Linked DNA regions of Macaca mulatta: region 2 is linked to region 1. Evidence: chromatin contacts called from public Hi-C data. All regions are on one chromosome and are shown on one strand. The core of a region is the stretch at or near the end of the contact, and the rest is flanking DNA. Distances in the headings are between cores, read along the strand shown.

Region 1 (4,474 bases), core at 604-3,103:
ACATGGCAGCTGTCAGCTGGAGCCCAGAGGCAGATGCTGCTCCTTTTAGATGGCATATTTCCTTTTCTATTTGCTATTCTATTTCTATTTGATAGTCCACACCATCCTACTGTGCCTTATAACCTGGCAGCCTCACTCGTTTATATTACCCTGGCTGGCCCCTGTGAACCATTAGAATTGGAAACCTTTGATTTTTCTACAGACACCCTGAAAAGGCTTGATGCTTATTCCGTTTTCAAGTTGTCTGTTCAACTGCGAAGTTTTTAAATTCTGCCCAAATCATGAATTTTGTTCGTGTTTTCTATGTAATATATTGATAAACAGGCTGAGAGAAGAAATGTAAACAAGGCACCTTTGAGATGTTAACTAAGATATATTAATCACAGCATATAGTTGTGATACGTGTACTTGGGGTGATCAAATAAAAAATACTTGGCCGGGCACGGTGGCTCACGCCTGTAATCTCAGCGCTTTGGGAGGCCGAGCTGTGCGGATCACTTGAGGTCAGGAGTTGGAGACCAGACTGGCCAACATGACGGAACCTCGTCACTACTAAAAATACAAAAATTAGCCGTGTGTGGTGGCATATGCCTGTAATCCCATCTACTTGGGAGGCTGAGGCAGGAGAATCGCTTGAACCCAGGAGGCAGAGGTTGCAGCGAACCAAGATCGGGCCATTGCACTCCAGCCTGGGGGACAAGAGCGAGACTTCGTCTAAAATAAAATAAAATAAAATAAAATAAAATAAATAACTAAAAAATAAAAAATACGTAACATTTATTTACTTCTCAAAGGTAAATTATAATACTTATCGCAGATGAGTATGGAGTCAAGAGCTCCATATATCTGTACCTGTCTAATCAGTCCCAGGTAAATCACTACAACGCTTAGCTTCCGCTCTCCCTTATATACAATAAAACAGTACTGCATAGGTATAAAGGTTGGGGGAAGTAAATGAAGTAAGCCCAGTGAAATGAAAATGTCTATTAACACAGTTCCCTCTCCCCTGCCCCCAATTTCTCCAGCTCCATTAAGGAAGGAAGTGCTATATGAAGAAGTCATTCCTTAATATGTGTTCAGACACTCTGTAGACAGAATTCTCAAAAGAGGGGTAGGGCATCAGGATCAACCAGGTGAGTCTACCCTCAAGCCATTAAAAAGGGTGTTAATACTAGACTCAGAACTTTAAAAGAAAAACGCACCGATCTCATTCATTGAAGTTATTTTTTGTGTGCAGAATAAAATTGTGTGAATAAAATGCAAGCAGCACCGTAAGTAGACCACAACCGGGGGAAAGAAACTGTAAGGCCCGAGTACGCATTATGGTACAGTACGTTCTCACCAGCTCCAATTCCTCTTCATCTAGGAGGGTTGGAAGCGCGGTTTTATCAGGGCACGGCGACAAAGGGGCTGAAACGCGGGCACTCGCTGGAGCGCAAACCCTCCCGACTCGAGGCGGGGAGAGATCTGGGCTCCGGAGAGGAGCGCCCCGTGCCCCACGGCCCGCCGGCTGCGGCGCTGAGGCGCGGAAAGCGGCGCGGGCCCGGCAAGCGATGTGCGCGGCGCCGGGGCTGAAAGCTGGCCGAGAGGGCGGAGGCGCGAGTCCCGCCCAGGCCGCGGAATAGTCCGCGGGCTCACACCTCCCCCGGGGAGGCGCCTCCGCCGGCAGCGCAGCCTAGGCCCGCGGGGAGGCTCCGCGCAGCCCCGCCGGGCCTCGGCCGGGCTCCGCGGCGCGGCCGTTACCTCGCCCCTCCTCCGAGCCCCCAACCTGCAGCCGCGGCCGTTCACCTGGTGGCATCCGCGACGTTCCTGATGAACAGGGAGGTGTTGGGGGGCCTCGTGTAGCGAGACATGACCGCTTCCTCTGTTCCCTCCGGGTGTGCCAGCGGCCGCTAGTCTCGCTCAGTCTCCCGCTACCGCCGCTGCCGCCACAGGAGCTCCGCCGGCCCCCGGCGCGACCCCCACCCCTCGGCCTCAGCCCCGCCAGCGCGCAGCCGCAGAGGCCGGCGCAGGGGGGGCGCAGCGCGGCGCCAGCCTGGACGCACGGGCCGGGGGCGGGGGCGGGGCCGGCGCGGCCCGGGGACCGCGGGAATCCCGAAGACAGGAGCGTGGCCGTTCCGAGGCCCTGTGGGATCCAGGTATGGAGGGTCCTGGAGTGCGACGGGATTTGGGGAGGGGGCGGCGGGGGCTAGTGTATGTCAGGAGGGCGGAAGCCAGAGGGGGCTTGGGGCCGCGGCGGGGACGTCGGGGGTTAGAGGACCCAGAGGTGGTGGCGGGGCTGCGGCTGGGCGGAGGTGGGGGCGGTAAGAGCCGCGTTCAACCGCGCCCCCGCCCAACCCCCTGGGCTCTCAGCGCATCGTCCTCAGCCCAGGACCTTGGCAGTTGGTAGGCCTCCTGCCCCTTTGGTCTTGAGCTTTCAGCTTTCCAACTGTGAGGTCTCGGTTTTGTTCGGATTTGTTTTTTAATAGAGACGGGGTCTCGCTGTGTTGCCTAGGTGGTCTCGAACTCCTGGGCTCAAGCCTCTCGTGCCTTGGCCTCCCAAAGTGCTGGGATTACAGGTGTGAGCCACCGCGCCTGGACTGTTGGATTTTTAAGTATTACATGATTCTTCATCCTTTATTCACTTGGGACATAACACTCAGCTGTGAGTACATTCATTCAAATGTTTATTGAGCGTCTACTATGTACCAGGCACTTAGCGTGGGATATAGCAATGAACAAACAGGCCAAGCCCCGCCCTCAGAGCTTACTTTCTAGAGAGGGGGACAAACGAATGTACAAATGAATACATGATGTAGGAGACAGCAGTTAAAATGCGGGGACAATTAAGCAAAATTTAAATTACCCTCTCCCCATTCCCCCAAAATGTTGTAGCCCATTCCCTTCTAGTTAGACTCTTGTGTTCGCTTTGCTCCTGTGGCCTGCAGGCACAGCCTGTTACTCAGCGCTGGCACTGTAACCAGGCAACTCCTGAGTGTGAAGAGTACCCCTTTTCGCTCTCTGAAGTGGTAGGCTTTGAAGAATACATGTCACGGTCACCCTTCTAGCTCACAGCCCTCCCAGAGGCTGTGGAGGTTCCTCAGTCTGCAGCTGTACTGGAACGGTGGCTATTCTTTCATTCAGAAGGGATTGCTTTGGCACTGCAGGCACAGGGCTAGACTGGCATCGTGCCTATTCCCCTGGAGCTTAGAATTTGGTAAGGAGGCAGAATCTAACAGTCACACTGGTAAAGATACAGACTATGATACAGGGCTATGAAAAGAACTATATGCTGCTGAGAGCGGGCATTGTGGGATGATGAGCAAGGCTAGAGGGTCACTTCTGTTCCCTGAGCAAGTCTTGAAGAGATGGGTCAAGAATGGAGAAGAGTAATTAGTGCAGTGGAACAGCACGTGCAAAGGCTTTGAGGCAATATAGTAAACGAGGCAAAACAGAAGCATGAAGCTGGAGAAGAGTTGGAAAATGAGGCTGGAGAGCAGGCTGGGTTCATAATACAAAAGCTTAGAATGCTCACTATGTATTAGTTTGCTAGGGCTGCCGTAACAAAGCACCACAAATTTGGTGGCCTGAAACCACAGAAATTTATTCTCTTGTACTTCAGGGGCCAGAAGTCTGAAATCCAGATGTCTGCAGGGCCATAGTCTCTCTGAAGGCACTCGAGGGGAATCCTCTGTTTCTTCTAGTCCCTGGTGGCCACACGCATTTTTTGGCTGTGGATACATAGATCCAGTCTCCACCTCTGTCTTCACATGGCCTCCTCTCTCTCTCTCTTTCTCTGTCTCTATTTTAGATGGAGTCTATGTTGCCTAGGCTGATTTCAAACTCTTAGACTCAAGTGATCCTCCTGCCTTGGCCTCCCAAAGTTGAGATTACAGGTGTGAGCCACTGTATTAATCCGTTTTCACACTGCTGATAAAGACGCACCTCAGACTGGGGAGCCCTCACAATCATGGCATAGGGCAAAAGGCACATCTTACATGGCGGCAGACAAGAGAGAATGAGAGTCAAGTGAAAGGGGTTTGCCTTATAAAACCATCAGATCTCATGACACTTACTCACTACTGGGAGAACAGTATGGGGAACTGCCCCCACAATTCAGTTATCTCCCTCTAGGTCCCTCCCACAACACGTGGGAATTATGGGAGCTACAATTCAAGATGAAATTTGGGTGGGGACAGAGCCAAATAATACTAGCCATCTATCCTATGCTGTTCTATCTCTTATAAGGACATTTGTCATTGGATTTAGGGTCCACTTGGTTAATTCAGAATGATCTTATCTTGAAATCCTCACTTACACCTGCAAAGATTCTTTTTCCAGATAAGGATACATACCTGGTGATAGGATTTGGACATGTATTTTTGGGGGCCACCATTCAACCCACTACATTGACTTTGCAAATAAAAGAAACTTGACCAAAGAAAAGAAACTTGACCTGGCGGGTAGTCACAATTACTCATCCCTGACATATTGT
Region 2 (4,623 bases), core at 46-2,545, 140 kb before region 1:
AAGAAACAAAAACCAGACCAAGCAGGGTGGCTCTCGCCTATAATCCCAACACTTTGGGAGGCCGAAGTGGGAGCATCGCTTGAGTCCACGAGTTCAAGAGCAGCCTCGGCAACATAGTGAAACTGTCTCCACAAGAAATAAACAAAAAAATTATGGCTGGGCGTGCTGGCTCACGGCTGTAATCCCAGCACTTTGGGAAGCCGAGGCGGGCGGATCACTTGAGGACAGGAGTTGGAGACCGGCCTGGCCAACATGGTGAAACCCCGTCTCTACTAAAAACACAAAAATTAGCCAGGTGTTGTGGCACGCACCTGTAATCCCACCTACTTGGAAGGCTAAGGCAGGGAGCCGAGATCACGCCACTGCATTCCAGCCCGGGCGGCAGAGAGAGACTATGTCTCAAATATATATATTATAAATGTGTATATATATATTAAATAAACAAAAAAAGTAGCCGGGTGCGATGGCAGGAGCCTGTAGTCCCGGCTACTTGGGAGGCTGAGGTGGGAGGATCGCCAGCCTCAGCGAGAGACCCTGTTTCACAAAAAAAAATAAAAACAAAAAACTAACAAAAACACCCTCCAGATTCCCAGTCTCAATGTGACCCCATTTCACCGCTGGGAACCGCCCCTTCCCTCCTTATCCTCCTCCATCTCAAGACTGACACTCATCCCTTCTAATTCGAGGGGAAGGTTGAACCCTAAAAGGTTCACAAACTACTAAGACTCAAAGTACGCCCACTGTATTCCTGGATCCTCACCTCCTGCCACCAACCTACTGTCTACCTTCACATTCGCACAGTTAGCCTGGCAGGAATAGTGACAAGTGCCCCCCATCCGCCGACCATCCCCTCCCGTTCATGTTCCCAAACATTCGTCCACGAAGCGTAATCAGATGGAGCATATCCCACTCCTGAAATACCACTAACGGGCACAGAACCACCAAAAGCTGAGCTCCTCAGTCGGCCCACCCCCGGGCACGCTGGAGTGTGGGGATTCGAATACCCCCCAGTCCAGGTTACCTGCCACCGGCTGGCCGCGCCGGGGACAGTTCAGCCACCGCGGCGGGATCTTGTTGTGAGCCATGTCTTGGGGGCTGCGCAGAGCTGCCCTCCCTCACCAACGTTCGCCGCGCCTTTGCAGCCGCCTCCCCGTGGTCCGGTGCGCACCGGGGTCCGAGACACCCGAATCGCAGCAGTAATCCGAATTCCAGCCGCTCAAATCCGGGTAACGTCAGGGGCAGCGCGCCACTTTCATTCAGGATCAACTCCACCGCTCCAGGCGAACCCACAATGCACTGCAACTTCCGCCCCCGAAGGCCCCGCCCCCTTCTTTCCGAGGTCAGAGGGAAAGAAGAGGAAGCTCTGCGGAAGGATAGCAAAGAGTTAAGGCGGCGACGAATGGGAGGAGCGGTCCGTCTCTCGCCCCGCTCGGCCCCGCCCCTCCCGGTCGCGGTCCCCGGACGCGCACTTGCGCTCCTGGTTTGCCTTTGCATATGTGCAATTGCGTTTGTACCGAACTCCGCAGGACGAAGCGTGTATTTTTTTCCAATCTAGACAACCTAGAGAAACCCAAAAAAGAGGGAAGCCAAGCCCCTTTCCATGCGTTGATTGCCCGTCACTTCCATTAAGGCATCTGTTTTACTGATGAAGGAGGCCTTCTGAGCGTTACCACAGCGCAAGCTTGGCGTCCCAGCTGGATCTAGGTTTGATTTGGTATTAGGGAAAGTTGTTCAAGGGAATAAGTCTTAGGAGAATTCTAAGGGCGTGAGATTGGAGTACCAGAAATGGGGAATTTTTCTTACGGTGAGTACTTACGAGGATCTATGAAGCGTCTGAAATTAATTCCAGAACACTTAGAGTTTTGTTTGTACATTTCTTTATCAAAGTTTCAAAGCATACTGGGGAGTTTGAGAAGGTCCATGTCTCCAAAAAAGTTACTAAATAATGTGTATAATTGACAAAGGCAGGAGTTGCTCAGTGGAGAACCGTTTCGTGGCGGTGTTCTCCTCTGCCTACCAAATAAACAGTCCCTTTTATTTTCCCTTCGAGTTAAGCAGAGGTGCTTGGAAGCATTTTATGAATGCCGTCCTTTAACGAGCCTTTCCTTTGTTACCAGATTAAATTAGTGTTAAATATAAAGCTGGATGATGGCAAATCAATTATAAAGTAGTTTGGCTTTAAACACCAATGCTGTATTGGAACTGCAAGAGCATAAGGCTGCAGGGAATACATTTTTAAAGCTTCGATGGGGAACTTTCTGGGAAACTCAACCCCTTGAATGCCTGGACCCCCTCAGTAAGAGTCCCATCAGTAGAGACAGTCTGACAGCCATCTCTCTGAGGCAGCCTGAGTTAGGTCACACTTCTGGTCTGTCCTGCTGTTGCGTCTGCTCAGAACTGTTAGTGAAAGTGTCAACTCCTCCCCTGACAGAACAAGATAATACCCAGTTTGTTTTAAGGCCATCAGTCTACCCAAATAATCTCCTATTAATTCCCTTTTCTGCTGATAGAGTGTGTACCATGCCCAAAATGGTAAAAAAATAAAACCTTCCATCCCCAGCCCCCTTCAAGGATGGGAAAGGTGAGCCTGATCCTGGAAGAGTATCTTACCTTCCCCTTCTGGGGATGACTCCCCTTGGAGACTCCCCTTCCCACACACACTGTATCTACCCAGTAGCTCAGTTCTAGGCACACAGAGGCTTCATACCACTGGTGAGCAACTATTATTGGCTGTAAGGCAGCAATGTGCACTGGATTTTTACTCAGCTATCCAGTTATGCCCTCTCCATACTCAGTGCCACAGAATTGGGAGGACCCTGGGGCTACCTTTTGCCCACAATAGAGAGTAGAATAAGAGAGTGGCATCCCGATGAGTAGGCAGTTTCTCTCTGCCTGTCAGGAATGACTTGCCTGATGTGTGTTTCTGCCATATTGCTCCTAGGCCCAAGTCTCTTTCTTCTCTGTGAGAAGAAAAATAGACACAGATGGACCAACGTGATTCCTCCCCCGCTTCCTGGAACCCCTGACTCACACTCTCAGATATGTCTTCGTCTCCTCTTTATCAGATGTAGATTCTCGTCGTTGGTGAATCTTTCATCAAACATCCATTTTGCCCCTAAGGAAGAGTGTATACATGTAAAAAATAAGATTGAACGTTCTCTTTTGGCAAAAGAGAGAGATCTTATCTGTCTTCCCTTTTCCTAAGACATTTCCTTGAGAAACACTTGTATTTATTAATCCTTCCTCTTCACTTTGCTATGTAGATAAATCTTTTGTTTTTGCAGACAGGGTCTCACTGTCTCACCCAGGCTGGAGTGCAGTGGGCATGATCCGGGCAGCTTCACTGCAGCCTCAACCCCTCAAGCTCAAGCAGTCCTCTCGCCTCAGCCCCCAAGGAGCTGGGACTACAGGTGCAGGCCACCACACCCCACTAACTTTTTTATACTTTTTTCATCTCAAATTCCTGGGCTCAAGCAGTCCTCCAACGTCAGCCTGCCAAAGTGCTGGTAAGACAGCCAGGTGGGAAGGGTTCCCTGGCAGAATCTCCTACTGACCTGTGCACTGGGAGGAATGCACACTGGGGTGAACCTTGGGAAATTTGTGCCATTCGCAGTGGGGAGGAACCTGGCCCCTCGTTTTCCTGGTGGAACCTGGGATTCAGTCTCCCAGGCAGGAAGCACTCTGGCTTTGGGGAGAGTCTCTGTTTCCCTTTTTTTCTTTTTGCCCAATAAATTCCATTCTCACCCTTCAAGGCATCTGCAAGCCTAGTATTTCATGGCCGTGTTGCAAGGACCCAGCTCTTAGCTGAACTAAGGAGAAAGTCCTACAACAGCTTTGGCACCCAATGTGGGACTTGAGAAGTGGTGAGTGACATGGGGACTCAAAACTTCTCTGTCATTTCTAAGCCTTTTCATGCATGGACTTCTGAGGGTAGGGAAACCGTGCCCCCACCCCCAACCCTCCCCGGGGTCAAGGGCCTTTCCGTGGCCTTTGCCTTCATTTTTTGGGAAGGACAGGCAAGCCGTGGCTCCAAGCTCCTTCTCTCCTCCCAGCTGGGGCTGGAGAATGCCACATGTCCACAGCATCTTCCCCTTTCCTGGCCAAGGCTGACAGTAATTAAGCTTCTCTCCCTGGTAGAGGAACCATTTGCATAAGAATAAGAGGTTCTTCCCCCAGGCATCCTTTTTTCTTCACCCCATCAGCAGTTAACTTTTTTTTTTTTTTTCTTTTTTTGAGACGGAGTCTCACTCTGTGGCCCAGGCTGGAGTGCAGTGGCCAGATCTCAGCTCACTGCAAGCTCCACCTCCCGGGTTCACGCCATTCTGCCTCAGCCTCCCGAGTAGCTGGGACTACAGGCGCCCGCCACCTCGCCTGGCTAGTTGTTTTTTTTTTTTTGTATTTTTTAGTAGAGACAGGGTTTCACCGTGTTAGCCAGGATGGTCTCGATCTCTTGACCTCGTGATCCGCCCATCTCGGCCTCCCAAAGTACTGGGATTACAGGCTTGAGCCACCGCGCCCGGCCATCAGTTAACTTTTAAACCAGATTTTTTTTCTTTTTCATTAGGCTAGGAATGATAAGGATCCCTGTTTATATTCTCTGTAAAGTTTGGTTGTGAAAAATGA

What was found. A called contact is a pair of places that touch in the nucleus more often than the background predicts.
Region 2: a contact with region 1 is called in a Hi-C map of liver, with 3 times the contacts expected there. The contact joins the promoter of RNGTT here to the promoter of SRSF12 in region 1. A contact is called at or near these places in 4 of 14 Hi-C or Micro-C datasets (cortical neurons, fetal cortex germinal zone, fibroblasts and 1 more).

The regions. Positions count from the first base shown.
Region 1 is chr4:96,867,400-96,871,873 of T2T-MMU8v2.0, reverse strand. SRSF12 (serine and arginine rich splicing factor 12) reads right to left here and starts at 1,853. Exons shown (of 5, transcript NM_001195585.2): 1 at 1,789-1,853. The coding sequence starts at 1,853.
Region 2 is chr4:97,010,770-97,015,392 of T2T-MMU8v2.0, reverse strand. RNGTT (RNA guanylyltransferase and 5'-phosphatase) reads right to left here and starts at 1,295. Exons shown (of 15, transcript XM_028847364.2): 1 at 1,022-1,295. The coding sequence starts at 1,085. It overlaps LOC144340317 (a long non-coding RNA gene), which reads left to right and starts at 1,432. Exons shown (of 4, transcript XR_013416298.1): 1 at 1,432-1,804.